Linked DNA regions of Mus musculus: region 2 is linked to region 1. A link is a contact called in public Hi-C data. All regions are on one chromosome and are shown on one strand. The core of a region is the stretch at or near the end of the contact, and the rest is flanking DNA. Distances in the headings are between cores, read along the strand shown.

The links. A called contact is a pair of places that touch in the nucleus more often than the background predicts.
Region 2: a Hi-C map of cerebellar granule neurons shows a contact between it and region 1, with 2.7 times the contacts expected there. The contact joins two enhancer-like sites. A contact is called at or near these places in 1 of 15 datasets of contacts at CTCF or cohesin (the NIH/3T3 cell line), 2 of 484 Hi-C or Micro-C datasets (cerebellar granule neurons and cerebellum) and 2 of 115 datasets of contacts at active chromatin or transcription factors (embryonic stem cells and large pre-B cells).

The regions. Positions count from the first base shown.
Region 1 is chr2:58,132,149-58,138,909 of GRCm38.p6, reverse strand. Cytip (cytohesin 1 interacting protein) reads left to right here. Exons shown (of 8, transcript NM_139200.4): 7 at 985-1,051; 8 at 4,717-6,761. The coding sequence ends at 5,183. Among named protein-coding and RNA genes, the nearest start is that of Cytip, 25 kb to the left of the region's middle. Within about 2 kb of position 3,564, at least 71 of the 459 cell types and tissues checked have an H3K27ac peak or open chromatin away from gene starts, as enhancers often do. A contact at or near this core is called in cerebellar granule neurons and cerebellum, where this site is marked.
Region 2 is chr2:58,662,096-58,668,856 of GRCm38.p6, reverse strand. It overlaps a transcript of Upp2 not described here. Among named protein-coding and RNA genes, the nearest start is that of Upp2, 90 kb to the left of the region's middle. Within about 2 kb of position 3,221, at least 6 of the 459 cell types and tissues checked have an H3K27ac peak or open chromatin away from gene starts, as enhancers often do. A contact at or near this core is called in cerebellar granule neurons and cerebellum, where this site is marked.

The DNA.
Region 1 (6,761 bases), core at 2,315-4,814:
GGCCTTGCTACCGGGACCTAAAATAGCAAAGGCAAGGTGAAGCAGGGGGCAGGAAGCCGGAAGGAGAGCGAACATAGAACACCTGCCTTTCCAGATGGCTTCTTCTCACTTGGCTTTGACTTCCATTGACTTGGCTAGCCTGTGGGCTGGACCAGGCCAGGCCTTCTGTGCTGAGTGACTGTTCTTATAGTCAATTCTTTTTCATGCTGGTCACATTCTTTTCGTTTGTCACATTCTTTTCGTTTGCTACAGTAGCCAAGGGAAGAAGCAGTTTTGAAGTCAAGGGGTGAACTGGAGGTACAGCTCAGTTGGTAGAGTTCTTGCTTGACATGCATCATGTCTTGGGATTGCTCCCAGAACCTCATAAATGACATGGTGGAGCATGTACCTGGGAATTAGAAGTGGGAGAATCCAAAGTTCGATATCATCTTCAACTGCATAGTGAGATCAAGAGTCTGGCTTAGCCTGAGCTACATAAGAGGACATTTCAAACAAGCAAAGAAACAAAGTTAGGACACTTAAGTATTTTCTAGATAGATGTCAAATAAAATTTTGTTTCAGAGCCCAGACTTATTGGTTGGTGATATTTACTAAGCATTTACAAACTTCTAGTTACTGGTCCAAAATTTTTCATCTGGTAACTTATCTAGCCCTAAAACTCTAGGGTTTCATACGTAATAAAAATAATAATAATAAAAAAAAAACTCTAGGGTTTCTATCCAACACTATCTGTATCACTCATGGGCAAAGTGCTTATGGCTAGTAAACACTTTCAAACATAAAACAACATGAACTTCATCAGTTTTCTTCTTTTTCAAGAGAAGACTTGTGGGTCCGTGAGAAATCAGTATTCCTAATATCCTCTATAATTCAACCGAAGTCTCTCGAGAAGAGGAGTGGGGCTGTCAGGGCTGTCAGTCTCCCCTGCCTTGCCCCCTTGGATTTCCTAAGACTCAGAACCTTTCTCCCTTATCTTTCTCACAGCAAACCTTGAAGAAAAAATGGGTGGAGCTCAGGTCTCTGCACTTACAGGAACAGCGCCTGTTGCATGGTAAGCTCAATTTCCTGGCAGGAAACCGCATTCTCGTCACACCCTCTCAGCATTTCTGCCTCCAAATATTTTCAGACCATCACTATTAGAGTAAAAGTTTGCTTAGCACCAGTGAAGGCTACTGGTCTGCGCTTTGCTGGGATGAATACTGGAGTGACTGTGCTTGGAGCAGGCTGAGTCATGCTACACTCTCTTTTCTATACACACTACATATGCCTTTGAAAACATGCATGGACTTGGGAATTACACATTTGGAAGAGGTAACCAAAGATTGCAGAGGAGCCAGAGGAAACATTGCCTGCCATTTGTACCCCATCAGCCAATGAGTTATATTCCTGAAAATGATTCTGGCTGGAGCTATTTTAATGAAAATGGCTGTGTACTTTATAGGTAGAGCATCAACCATTTTCCAAATTCCATTAGTTATATATGCAGAGAATCTTAGGACCAAATCAGACAGACAAGATTATTATGTTAAGATGTATTTGTACTCTCTTGTTTTGAAGCAAGGAGTTGAATCTAGTTGTTAGTTTGCTCTTTTGCTGTGTCACTTGAGGTCAGTCCAGACAGTGTCCTGCTATATGGCCCTGCCTATTCTGATGCTCACTAAGTAGTCCAAGGGAAACTTATACGTTAGCCTCCCAAGCACTGAAATGTCAGGCATGCATCACCATAGCTGGCAGGAGGGAACACTGTGCACAAATAATTTACTGGAGTCATTAGCTGTGTGGGTTGGAATGTAGGTTATCTCATCTAACCTCTATCTAGAAATTGGAATATTTGTTCAAATGGTAACTACTTGGCGGAAAAAGATTCAACTTAAAAATAATTTAAAATCGAGTCATAAAACCATTAAAAACTGTACAAATTCATGACTATCATTACATGTGTGTGTGTGTGTGTGTGTGTGTGTGTGTGTGTGTGTGTGTATGATGTGATGTGGCCAAAATAAATTTGCTCCTTAGACATTTATTTATTTATCTATTTATTTACTTTGGTGGTAAAAGCTTTTACAATATCTTCCTTTTAGATTTTGGAAGTCACAGTAGACTTGTGAGCTGTAGTCACCCTACCATGTAACACACCACACTCTTATCTAATTGTAACCAGTGCCCATGGATTACGGTTTCAGGAAACCTCTCTCCTCGCTACTCAGCCTCTGGTAACCACCGTTCTATCCCCAATAACCATCAGAACATTGCTAGATTCTGCCCGTAATGAGATGATGTCATATTTGTGTTCTTGTGCTTTTTTCATTTAACACATCCATGTTCATACATGCCATCACAAATATGAATTTTTTTCTTTTTGTTGTGTGTGAATGGAATTCCTCTATGCATCTGCAGTATTTTCTTCCCACATTCATCAGTTAACAGATATCTTTGCAGATCCCATGTTTTGGCTACTGTGAATGAGCTGAGCATGCGAGCACAGGTTTTGTTGAAATACCGATCCTGTTTCCTATGGATATCCATACGCTAGTGACAGTACTGGGTTATATGGCAGTTTGCTGTTTGTTTTTTTGTGGAGCCTCTGTACTGTTTTCCATGGCAGCTGAACTGTGTGAATTTATTTTTCCCCATCACCACTGATTTTTTTTTATCTTGTATCTATTTGGTGTAAGCATCTTACAGGGGTGAGATGACTCTCATCCTGTTTTTATTTGTGCTTCTCAGTTGATTAATGATGCCACATATTTTTCATATATCTTTTGGCCAATTTCATGTCTTCTGACAAATATCTATCCCAAAGTCTATTCAACTTTGTATCTTATAGTCTTTTATTTTTTTCTGTCTTCTAAAGTTCCTTTATAGTCTTAATTATTATTTAGGCATTGATTAACAGTTTAGAGACTTGGTTTTCACTTTATACTAGACAAGTTTGAAACACACACACACACACACACACACACACACACACAGAGAGAGAGAGAGAGAGAGAGAGAGAGAGAGAGAGATTATTTTTTAATTAATTAATTAATTAATTTTTAATTGGGTATTTATTTCATTTACATTTCCAATGCTATCCCAAAAGTCCCCCACATGCTCCCCCACCCACTCCCACTTCTTGGCCCTGGCATTCCCCTGTACTGAGGCAGATAAAGTTTGCACGACCAATGGGCCAGAGAGAGAGATTCTTGAAACCTTATTCAACTTCCTGCTTTTCATAGACGTGGAGTGTTTCAGAAGCCTTTGCTGAACTACTGAAGGTTTCTGAACAGCCCAGCATACAGTTTTCACATGGACAGGAATAGTCTTAAGTAGATCTAATATCAGGAGCTACATTGGTACACATTTTTTGAGGGACTAGAGGTCTTCATTCATCTGCTTTTTCCTAGAACTAGAGGAAGTACTCAGGACACGGGGGTCTATAAAGCAATTGCTCTTCCATCCGGATTTATCAGCAGCGAAAGACAAAACAACCCAGTTGTAGCAGAAAGGAAGCATGATGTAGATGTAAACTGGCTGTGCTTGGCTTCATAGATCAAATGGAGGCAGAACAGTCTCTTTCTACATTGTCAACCAAAGCCACAGGAGAACAGAGTAAAGAGAACTAACACAGGATGCCTTTTGGAGGACTTGGCAACCTGTACCTTTTTTTTTTTTTTAAATAGACTCACATTCTCAGTTATGGTTTTCTGAGCACACTAGCTGTCCAAGCAATGAGAAACAGGTGGGCAGGAGAGAATGTGACTCATACTTCCGTTTGGGGAACCCATTTGTGGGTTATAAAGCACTGACAGGAAAACTTGGCCAAGCAGCTAGAATTCTGAGGAGAGAGGTGCTTTCTAAGCACAGCAGCATCCTAAAACATTCAGCCATTCTCAGAGGAAATTTGGGATATTGAGACTGGAAGGTATAATTGGTTCCATAAACCTTTTATAAGCACATGTTCTGGTTTGTAGCTGTTTTCCCCATATAAGTTAGATAGCTTTATAATAAGCTTCCGATTCTTTACAGAGACAGATCATAAGAACCAGAGAAGAACTTTCTGAGCATCTATTTTGACCTCCCTTCTGTGAGCATTTTCATAAAAGTTTCCGGGGTTACACAATTTAAGACATTAGCACTTGGAGGTTCACAGAGTCACACTGTCTCAGTGTCATTTGCATTGAACTGATTTCAAGTCAAGTACAGTCCTCTCTGCCACTAAGATAAGTCAGCTTACAAAAAATAAAAGTTTTATTTGATTCAGTGTTCAAAGGTTTCAGTCCATAATAAACTGGCTTGGGCCTGTGATAGTACATCGTGGCAGAAACACTCAGCAGACTAAAATTGCTGTTAGTGGCTAGAGAGTGAGGGAAAACGGAGCAAGAAACAGAAGTTTTAATCCAAGACTAAATTTTCCCGGGAGGTAGCAACTTTTAAAATTTTCACCATCTCCCAGTAGCATCTCCATGCAAACCTTCTGGAGTACATTCTAGATCCAAGCTATGGGCATGGATTATCTTGCTTAAATGTATTCTAAGTTATAATTTTCATGACCTTCTTATAGCTAGTCCATGGGTGCTAGCTTGGTTAACCCTCCTAACTTTATTTGTGCAAGTGAAAACTTGGGCCAGAGAATATGTCCTTCCTCTCTTGAGTTCTTTGAAGTTGGGTGTGCTTTCTTGTAGGGACTGCTGGTTGAATTCAACTCACAATAGACTCTTCTCTGTATTGTAGGAGACACAGCAAACTCCCCAAATTTGGAAAACATGGACCTCGACGAGTCGTCCTTGTTTGGAAATCTGCTGGGGCCGAGTCCAGCCCTCCTGGACCGGCATCGACTGTCCAGTGAGAGCAGTTGTAAGAGTTGGCTGAGCTCCCTCACAGTGGACAGTGAGGACGGCTACCGGAGCAGTATGTCTGAGGACTCCATCCGGGGTGCCTTCAGCCGGCAGACCAGCACCGACGATGAGTGCTTTCACTCTAAGGATGGAGACGAGATTCTGCGGAATGCTTCTTCCAGGAGAAACCGGAGCATCAGTGTCACTAGTAGTGGGTCCTTTTCTCCCTTGTGGGAGAGCAATTACTCAAGCGTGTTTGGGACCCTGCCCCGGAAAAGCAGACGGGGTAGTGTCCGGAAACAAATTTTGAAATTCATCCCTGGCCTTCATCGTGCAGTGGAAGAGGAAGAGAGTCGCTTTTGATGGGCTGCTGCAGACCTTTTGAATTGGCTTGTTTCACAATCCTCTCTCTACCCGCCAAGATGAACCCCTGGCTTAGTGGGAAAGTACAGATAGACTGTGAAGCTCACATCCCATCTCACAGCAGCAGTGACCTTTAAGTTCTTATATTGTTATTTTTGGGGTCTTATATCAGAGGTTTGTTTTTGTTCGTTTGTTTGTTTCAATCAGTAGTGTTCAACTTCTAAACAGACATCACAAGAGGAAAGTAATAGGTTAAATAATGTAATAATATGTCTGCTCATTCTAATGCTGGCCAGGAAAGTACAAAAATATTTATTATACTGACCATGCATGTAAAAAGTGGAGAATTCTTAGATCAAGTAAGAATATAGACCGACAGAATATAATTATTGGGTTGCTTTTAATATGTTAATTTGATAGACTACAAAACCTCCTATTTGCTTCATTTACTCTGTAGCCTCTGGGAGCTTGCCCAAGAGAGAATTAAAATTGTTTTCAAACCATTAAAGGATCATAAAACATAGCATCATACGCATCTTCTCACTTCAGCAGTGACAGTGAGGCGGGAGAGATGCCTAGTATTGGTGCAGAGGAGAGCTCTTGGTGCTGGGATCCTATGCCACTCCCCACTCCATCTCTAAACAGAGTGAGTGAGACTCTCATTATTTTCGCCCATTTCAATTTTTATTTTCTGCCTGAACATTCATGCCAAGGCCAGAAATCTCAGGATCAAATCTATAGATCTGTGATTGTATTTTCTGCAAATGTCTAAAATTCTAAAAATGAGAATGGGGAAGGAACATTTCTTCTGTATGTTTATCTCCTGCTACACCTCATTAAACATTCCACATAGGTATCACCTCAGCTCGAAGTTCCTTGTTAGCTGTGCTTGTATTGTACTCTCACCTGTCAATCATGCTCTATGTTATTTCAACATCCATTAAACTCTGTTCTGGTGATACAGCTGTTCATTACCTGTATGCTCAAGTAAATAACCATGTGATAAAGACTTAGGTTGATTCCAAGCACACTCTCTCCCTCCACCCTTTCGGGGTGTGTGTGTGTGTGTGTGTGTGTGTGTGTGTGTGTATGTGTTTGTGTGTCTTCAACAGAGCTGATACATTTAAGTGAATTTCTAGTTGGTCTATAGAAAGCAATTTTGATTTTTAAAAAAGTGAAGTAAAGTCTGTAGGATAATAAGTAGTAAAATTTATCTAAGTGGGACCTGCTGCCTATAAACTCTTTGAACTAAGACACATGTTTTTTTTGTTTTGTTTTGTTTTTTTCCGTGTGTGTTATTCGGCACACTTCTCAGGTATACCAGCAGTGCTGTCTCCCAAATATGGAGTGTAAGGCAGTCTAAAAGCACCTTAGAACAACTGGAGACAGGATACAAAAAAAAAAAAAAAAGAAAGAAAGAAAGAAGGAAAGATAGAGGGGAGGGGAGAGGAGAGAGAGAGAGAGAGAGAGAGAGAGAGAGAGAGAGAGAGAGAGAGAGAGAGAGAGAGAGAGATCAGGGATGCAGAGCCTGTGGTCATGGCTTGTCAGTGTTGTCCTGGCTAGAAGTGAAAGCCATTT
Region 2 (6,761 bases), core at 1,972-4,471, 530 kb before region 1:
ATCTTCCTGATGGGTTGTTCCAATGACACCTGTAAGTGAGCCAGTCTGGGGCTGTGTTTTTATTTTTTCAAAAGTGAGTGCTCATAAGAGGAAGCCATAATGATGTACTGTTGTCTTGCGTCACTGTCCCCTTTCAGCCTGGCCTATGCCTGTTCACATCCGTCATCAAGCACAGCATCTGTATTCCCTCACCCAGACAAGGCCTCAGATGACAGGGGACTCAGACAAAAGCTTGACTACATGCCCCACATCACATGCCAAAGCATGGAAAGACTAGAACACCCCCGAAACATGCCCTTTGTCCATCAGATCCCTGCAACACTCCTTTTGCGTTAAGAACTCACTAAAATCATCATGTTGGCATGTACTTTAAGGCAGCCTTCATTGCTAATGGTGGTGGCGTGGCATAAATAGTAGCTGTCTACCGTGGCTCACATATTTGAGCATCCCCAGTGGATCTGCTTGGGTTATGACACTTAAAGACAGGAGCCTTGCGAGGAGTCGTGTGTCCCTGATGGCAGGCTTTGAGAATTTATTGCTTCGCCCTACTTCCAACCTCACCCATCAACGGCCTTTTGTGGAAAGCTGCGAGCCTACTCTTCGCTCCTGCTTGATTCTGTCCAGCCTACGAGGACAGTAGAAGGAGTTGTGTTTGTGCCTAGAACTGTGGAAAGTTGACAAGCAACCACAAGATGGAGCTGGTGCACAGGAGAAGTCCAAGTTAATGAGGGCTGGAAGACGCTGCGTTTCAACATCCAGGGCAGAAAACTGACATCTCACTGAAAGATAAAGACAATATTTTAAGAAGATGTATGCTCCAAACTTTTCATAAAGTCAAAGTGTTGTTCATAACAGATTCCAAATTTACTCTTTAACGATCTTGCAGCTTCCTTCTGGGAAAAATAACGCAGAACTATGACACGAGAAGTATCTTCCCCAGAGACTCTGCCGGTACCGAAGTAGCTTCCTCGTCCTTTTTCTTTAGCTTTAAAATGCTCATTCTTCCATATTTTCAGTGGCAGTGCCATGATGTAAAAGAGAAATGCATTTATTTACTTAATTTACAGATGTCTATGCCCTCTGTGTTTCATGTTAAAAACAAGTGAACAGCATTTGGTACTTCCAATCAGGGTGCCTTTGCTATTGGGACTCTTACCTCTCAACCTAAACTAAACCACTCTCCAAGCCCTGTTGGACCCCAATGAGGCATACTGCAAGATCTTGGCAATGTGTGACTAATAGATAACCTAAGGTGTGCTGAGCACTTAGGAAATCCAGAAGAGGTCACTAGATCCCCAAGACCACAAAATAGGCTATGGCCAGGTGACCATGGATCCTGGGGTGTGGGGAGTGCACAGAGCAGGCTGTCTGCTCCTTCCACCACAGTGTGCAGCCTGCGTGTCGCTAACGCAAAACCCAGAGCATCCTGTTGAGAAATGGAAACCTAAAAATAGACCTGCAAAGAGTACAGTACTGTGCCCTTGGCTTGAAAAATCTGCCCAGCACTGTGACAAAAAAAAAAAAAAAAAAAAAAAAAAAAAAAAAAAAGCCTTTTCTATGACGACTGTGCTCACAAAAGCCATTTTTCATCTTCATATTGGCTCCAAGGAAAAGCATCCTCAGAAAGAGTGTGCCTTGGCTGTCCTTCAACTGTAAGATTATTGCATTTGGCTCTGGTTGTTCTGGACATTAGCTATCTGTGTAAAGTTTCTGAAATGCCTCAAACAAAAGGTTAAAGGTTACAGATTAGATTAATAGTGACATTCAAGCAAATCTGCTATTACAGTGTGTATCTGATATTTGATGATACTTGGCAAAAATTCAAGGACAAGGAGGGGGGAAGATGACTGCTTTCAGTATTTCCTACAGTTATATACATGCTTTAGAGTTTTCGGCAATAAACAATGACATTTCTAAGGCAATTTGGCTCAGAGAGCCCACCAAATATATGTGTTTAATTTTTAGCAGTTGAATCCTAATTTAATTGTCTATAATTGGATGAATTGTTAGTTATAATAGTATTTGTAATAGCAAAGAATGTCAAAGGAAATTCCTAGTATGTATTTTATATGTATTTCAAGGCTAGATCTTAACTGGTTTTTTTTAAATCTATTTTAAAGACTTTATAGACTTGTGTAACTTTTTAAGAACAGCTGCCTCAAGTTAAATAACAAATACTTCTCAAAGACTCTTTCAGGTTCAATGTTCCTTCCATGGACTGCAAAGTCTGGGGAAATGGACTTGGTTAAGAAGCCCAGAATCCCTGAAAGGATGCTTGAAATGGTATTTAATACCTGTGAAGAGAGGAACAACCATTGGTTTAAAGTTCCACTGTAAAGATTGGTAAATAATGCTGATTACAGGTCTCATTCAAACGGTAAACAATGAACATGGGCTGAAGGGAGAATAGTGCTCTGAATTGCTCTTGATCTCAGAGTTGTGCCTATTGATCAGCCTAGCAATAACTGAGCTAATCGTAGGTAAGAAATCCAAATGCTTTAGAAAGTCCTTAGCCGTGTGAGCGCAGGATACCCGTTCTTTGTTCTTGTGCAGTATTTTAGTGAGGAAAGTCTTCAAACAACCATGTATTTAAAATAAATTCTAGGGTTAACCCAAGTCAGATAAGACTCCCTTTCAACTCTTCTCGGTACCTCATAAAGAACCACTTGTGTGTTCCTTCTAAATCAGCAAACGAGCTCTGAACATTTACTCTAGGCCTGGCACACAAGAGAAACAAGCAGCACTCAGCCTTCTGTGAGGTAATTACTGACCTCGAGTTGGCTTTTTTTCTAATAAGCTCAAAAGTAATGACTCCTTGTAAAATAGTAAATTTGCACTTTAGATTAAATTTTTTTCAGGAACTTCTGGCAAAGTTTCAAGTATAAAGTCATAAAGAAGAAATACACTAAAAACAATGCAAAGTCGCTCCAAAAATCACAAGGAAAACTTAAAGCCAATTCTGAATTGCGAACATTTTCACTTTCCATTAACTTGCGTTGAGACCCAATGTACCCCATCACACGGGGAGCTTCCATCCTTTTAAATTCATTTGCAGGCTGTATTTCCTTAGAAGTTGATCACTCCTATCTTAATTTAAACAGCCGCATATAAGCATCTTACTAATGAAAATTTAAAAGTGGAAAACTCTTACAAATGTATTGGCCAAGAAACGAGTCAGTGCTAGAGTTTGCCAGGTGGGGGCAGCAGAGAGTGCTTGCTGTGACAGCTGAGGACCTCAAGACCAGGTGGTTGCCAGGAAACCTTCAGGGCACCTGAGAACTGAGGAAGCTCCATCTGTCAGGCAAAGTTAGCTGAATGGAAAGGCTGGCAGTAGGAAGCACAAGCCAGAAGAAAGAAGCAAAGGAGACAAGAAAAATGAATGCAAGGCAGAAAGAAGCCGCAAACCCTTACTGTAAATAGGTCACCGCAAAGAAAGGACTTAATTGCTCACACTTTGCAATTTTCAAGTGTAAAGCAAATATAGTGATGTTAGCACTTCACAGAATGATCATCACAAGGCTATGCCACGATGCATGTAAAGTGCTCAGTGCATTGCCCATCGGGGGTCGCAGAGAAGAGGGGACAAACACAAAAAAGGAGCTGTTATTGCTTCCTGCTGCACTTGCTGAGAGGCTGACAAACCGAAGCTGAAGGCCAGCATCAGAGAAGAAAGCCAACAGAAATCCATACCGGTCATAGACTCCCATTATGTGGAGACAGCAATGGGACAACGGGAGCTGCGATAGTGGTCAATCGCATGATGGCTCTCTATAGCTCAAAGTCTGTCTCCCAGGAAGATCCATCAACCTCTCGTCTGCCTGAAAGATAACCTGCCAGGAATCCCGTCACTTAACTGAGGTGGAAAGCAACTCTTGTGTTCTTTCAAAATAAGACCAGTTGTCTGGCGTCTTGACTTCAGAGCAAGAGTGGGAATCCCGGAAGGGGGTTGGGGGGGGGGGGAGTTTCCAGAGTGGCAGGGTAGGGCGCCCCCTTGAGGTTGTTATTTGCCAAAGCAGTTCTTTAGGGTTGTTTGGTTTGTTTGTTATTTGGTTGGTTGGTTGGTTGGTTGGTGTCAATGCTAATGACCCTTCTATTTGTAAAACTGCGGAGTACATATCTCCTGTTCTTGGAGAAGAAGGTAATGTTCTCATAGGTCTAAGCACAGGCTGCATTCTGCAAGGGGTTAAGTGCTCTCTGCCTCACAGTGGGAACTTGAGACTTAAACAGACTAAGCTCTTGAATTCAAAGAGGTGGTGTGTGGTGGGGATTGGGGGAGTGTAAACTGTTGTTTGCAAACTGAACACACACACTATACCACCGAAGAGTCTAGATATTGGGTTGAATTCTTTTTTGGGGGTGCAGGGATAGCAGCTTGTTCCCCGTTGGAGTCTTCCTGAGGTAGAAGACGAACCAACTTTAGAAGCTGGGAGATAAGAGGCTTGTTTGCATAAAGAAGACTCATGGAGTACATGAGACTGAGGCTTGCAAAGGCCTAGGAGTCTGTCGTAGAATCTGAGGGCCTCTGGACCTGCAGAGGCTATCAGGGGTTACACTGCAAACCTAGTTGTTGAGGCTCACCCACGAATCCTCCACTATCACTGTAACATCAAACATGCAACATGCTCTTAGTAGGGTTTTTATTAAGTATCGCAGTTACCCGTTTCTAATAAGTAGTGCAGTCACATAAATCTACAGAAATATTCAACCTCAAGCGTCACCCACTCATTTCACTCCTCCGCTGCTGATACCAGTAAGTGCTACCTCCTAATTCTGCTTCCAAACAGGCTCGCCCAGCTGCTCCAAACCACTTGACCCAGTGTGTGCAGTTTCAATCTGGGAGACAGTTGGATCTCCCTTCCAGTCTCGACCCGGATACTCACTCCTCACAGAGAAGCCTGAAAATCCTTCTTAAAATATCAATTAAGCCTATTGATTTCCCTGCCCGTATCTCAGTGATCTTAGGATGAAGACTGGAGTGCAGTTAGCCAGGCGTGGTGGCTCATAACACTAATTCCCAGGGGCAGGAAGATTACAAGCCTGGCCTATAATCTTCTCAAAGTCCTCTAAAGGAAAAGACTGACAGGGCTCCAGAACTCAGGTTGGATCCTTGGGACCCACACAATGGAAGGAATTCCCAACTTCACACCTATGCTGTGGTGCCCCTCTCAGCTCCAGTGAATAAATAAATATAATAAAAAGTCTCACTGAAATATTCAGCAGCACACACAGCCAAGACTGTACTTAGTGGGCTGTGGAGAACACAGTAAGAGCCTGGCCCCTGGAAAGAGCTATTCAGGAAACCCCGTGAGACAGCTGAGTGGCCACTCAAGCCATGAGCTTCTGTGTAGGAGAAAAAGAAGAACACAGTAAACTGGGCCTAGAACACACACCCATAATCCCATCCCTCTAGATGCTGAGACAGGGGGATAACAAGTTAAGAGCTAATCTGAGCTGTATAGCAAGATACTAAAATCATCAAGGAAGAGGGAGGAGGGGAGAATGCGACAGGCTTGAGGAAGGGGTTGTTCTACGGAAATCCAGTAGAAGAGTGGACTCCCTGTTCCTACTGGCAAGATGGCAGTGTCTGAGCCCGATGATAAGGCATCACAGATCAACAGTAGCATCCTCAACCCAGTGAATGAAGCAGTTTCATTACACGCCAAAGGAACCCCAGTTATCTTACATTGAGAAGTAATAGGAACCGAGACCTGTGCTGTTTACATACGAGAGTGTTGGTCTCTCTCCAGCACCTGCTAAGCAAGCAGCTCCACACCACTCATCTCACATGTTTAAGTACCATCATGTTATAGTGATGATCTTTACTTCCGATACGTGAAAATCATGGCTCAAAAGGCTGCTGGAAATCAAATAGCTAATAAGCCACGAAAAAAATCTTTTCTTTAAGTAGAAAAGGGATAGGTGTGGTACACGGTTTAGGGTCAGGCAACATGGAAAGCAAGCAGGGCCTATGTCTATTATCTGTCCCCCACCGTGACGATCGATCACAGAGCTCCCTAACAGGGAGGGAGTGTTTTGTTCACAATGGCCTAAGCAGCGTATTAAGTAGTGTCTGACCATGGCAGACTTTAAGCAGGGATTTTGTTTTTTGACATAAATGGAAGAAATAAAGGTTGACAGCTGTTTTATTACTCAGTATTTTGATTCAGAGATTTACAAAAGTTGGAAAGATCGGTGCGGATACCCTTATGTCCATAGATTTGGTGTTGGATAGATTTCTTATTCCATCCACTTCCAAGTGCTGCTACTAAAATACAACTTTGCCTTATTCAACCAGAGGTTTCCATTAGCAACAAGAATTAATTAAATTATGAGTCATCGGCAGACGACACTAATGCAGATTATACCCCCCCCCCACACACACACGGTTCTTTTTTTTCCTAATTATAAAAAGTAAGACAGTAAAAGACACATGCTAGATCTATTAATTTTAAAAAGCAAAGCATGTGCCATTGTGAAAAGACTTGGTTTTGGTGAAAACAAGATGCAGAGTAGAATTTGATCTGTTTTCCTCCCAGGGGATGATGATAATACTATGCAGAGTTTACATGTGCCTTATACCTGCCATGTGTATTGTCTCCTTTAATTATTTTAACAGTGCCATATGGTTCTATTATGTCCTCAATTAATTAGTATTATTTCTCCCGTATTCTGTTTTGAGACAATCTGGAAGTTAGAGAAATGTTACAACATGCAAATGTGCGCGTGCACATATCCTTCAGTCACGTGTGGTGTGTGTGTGT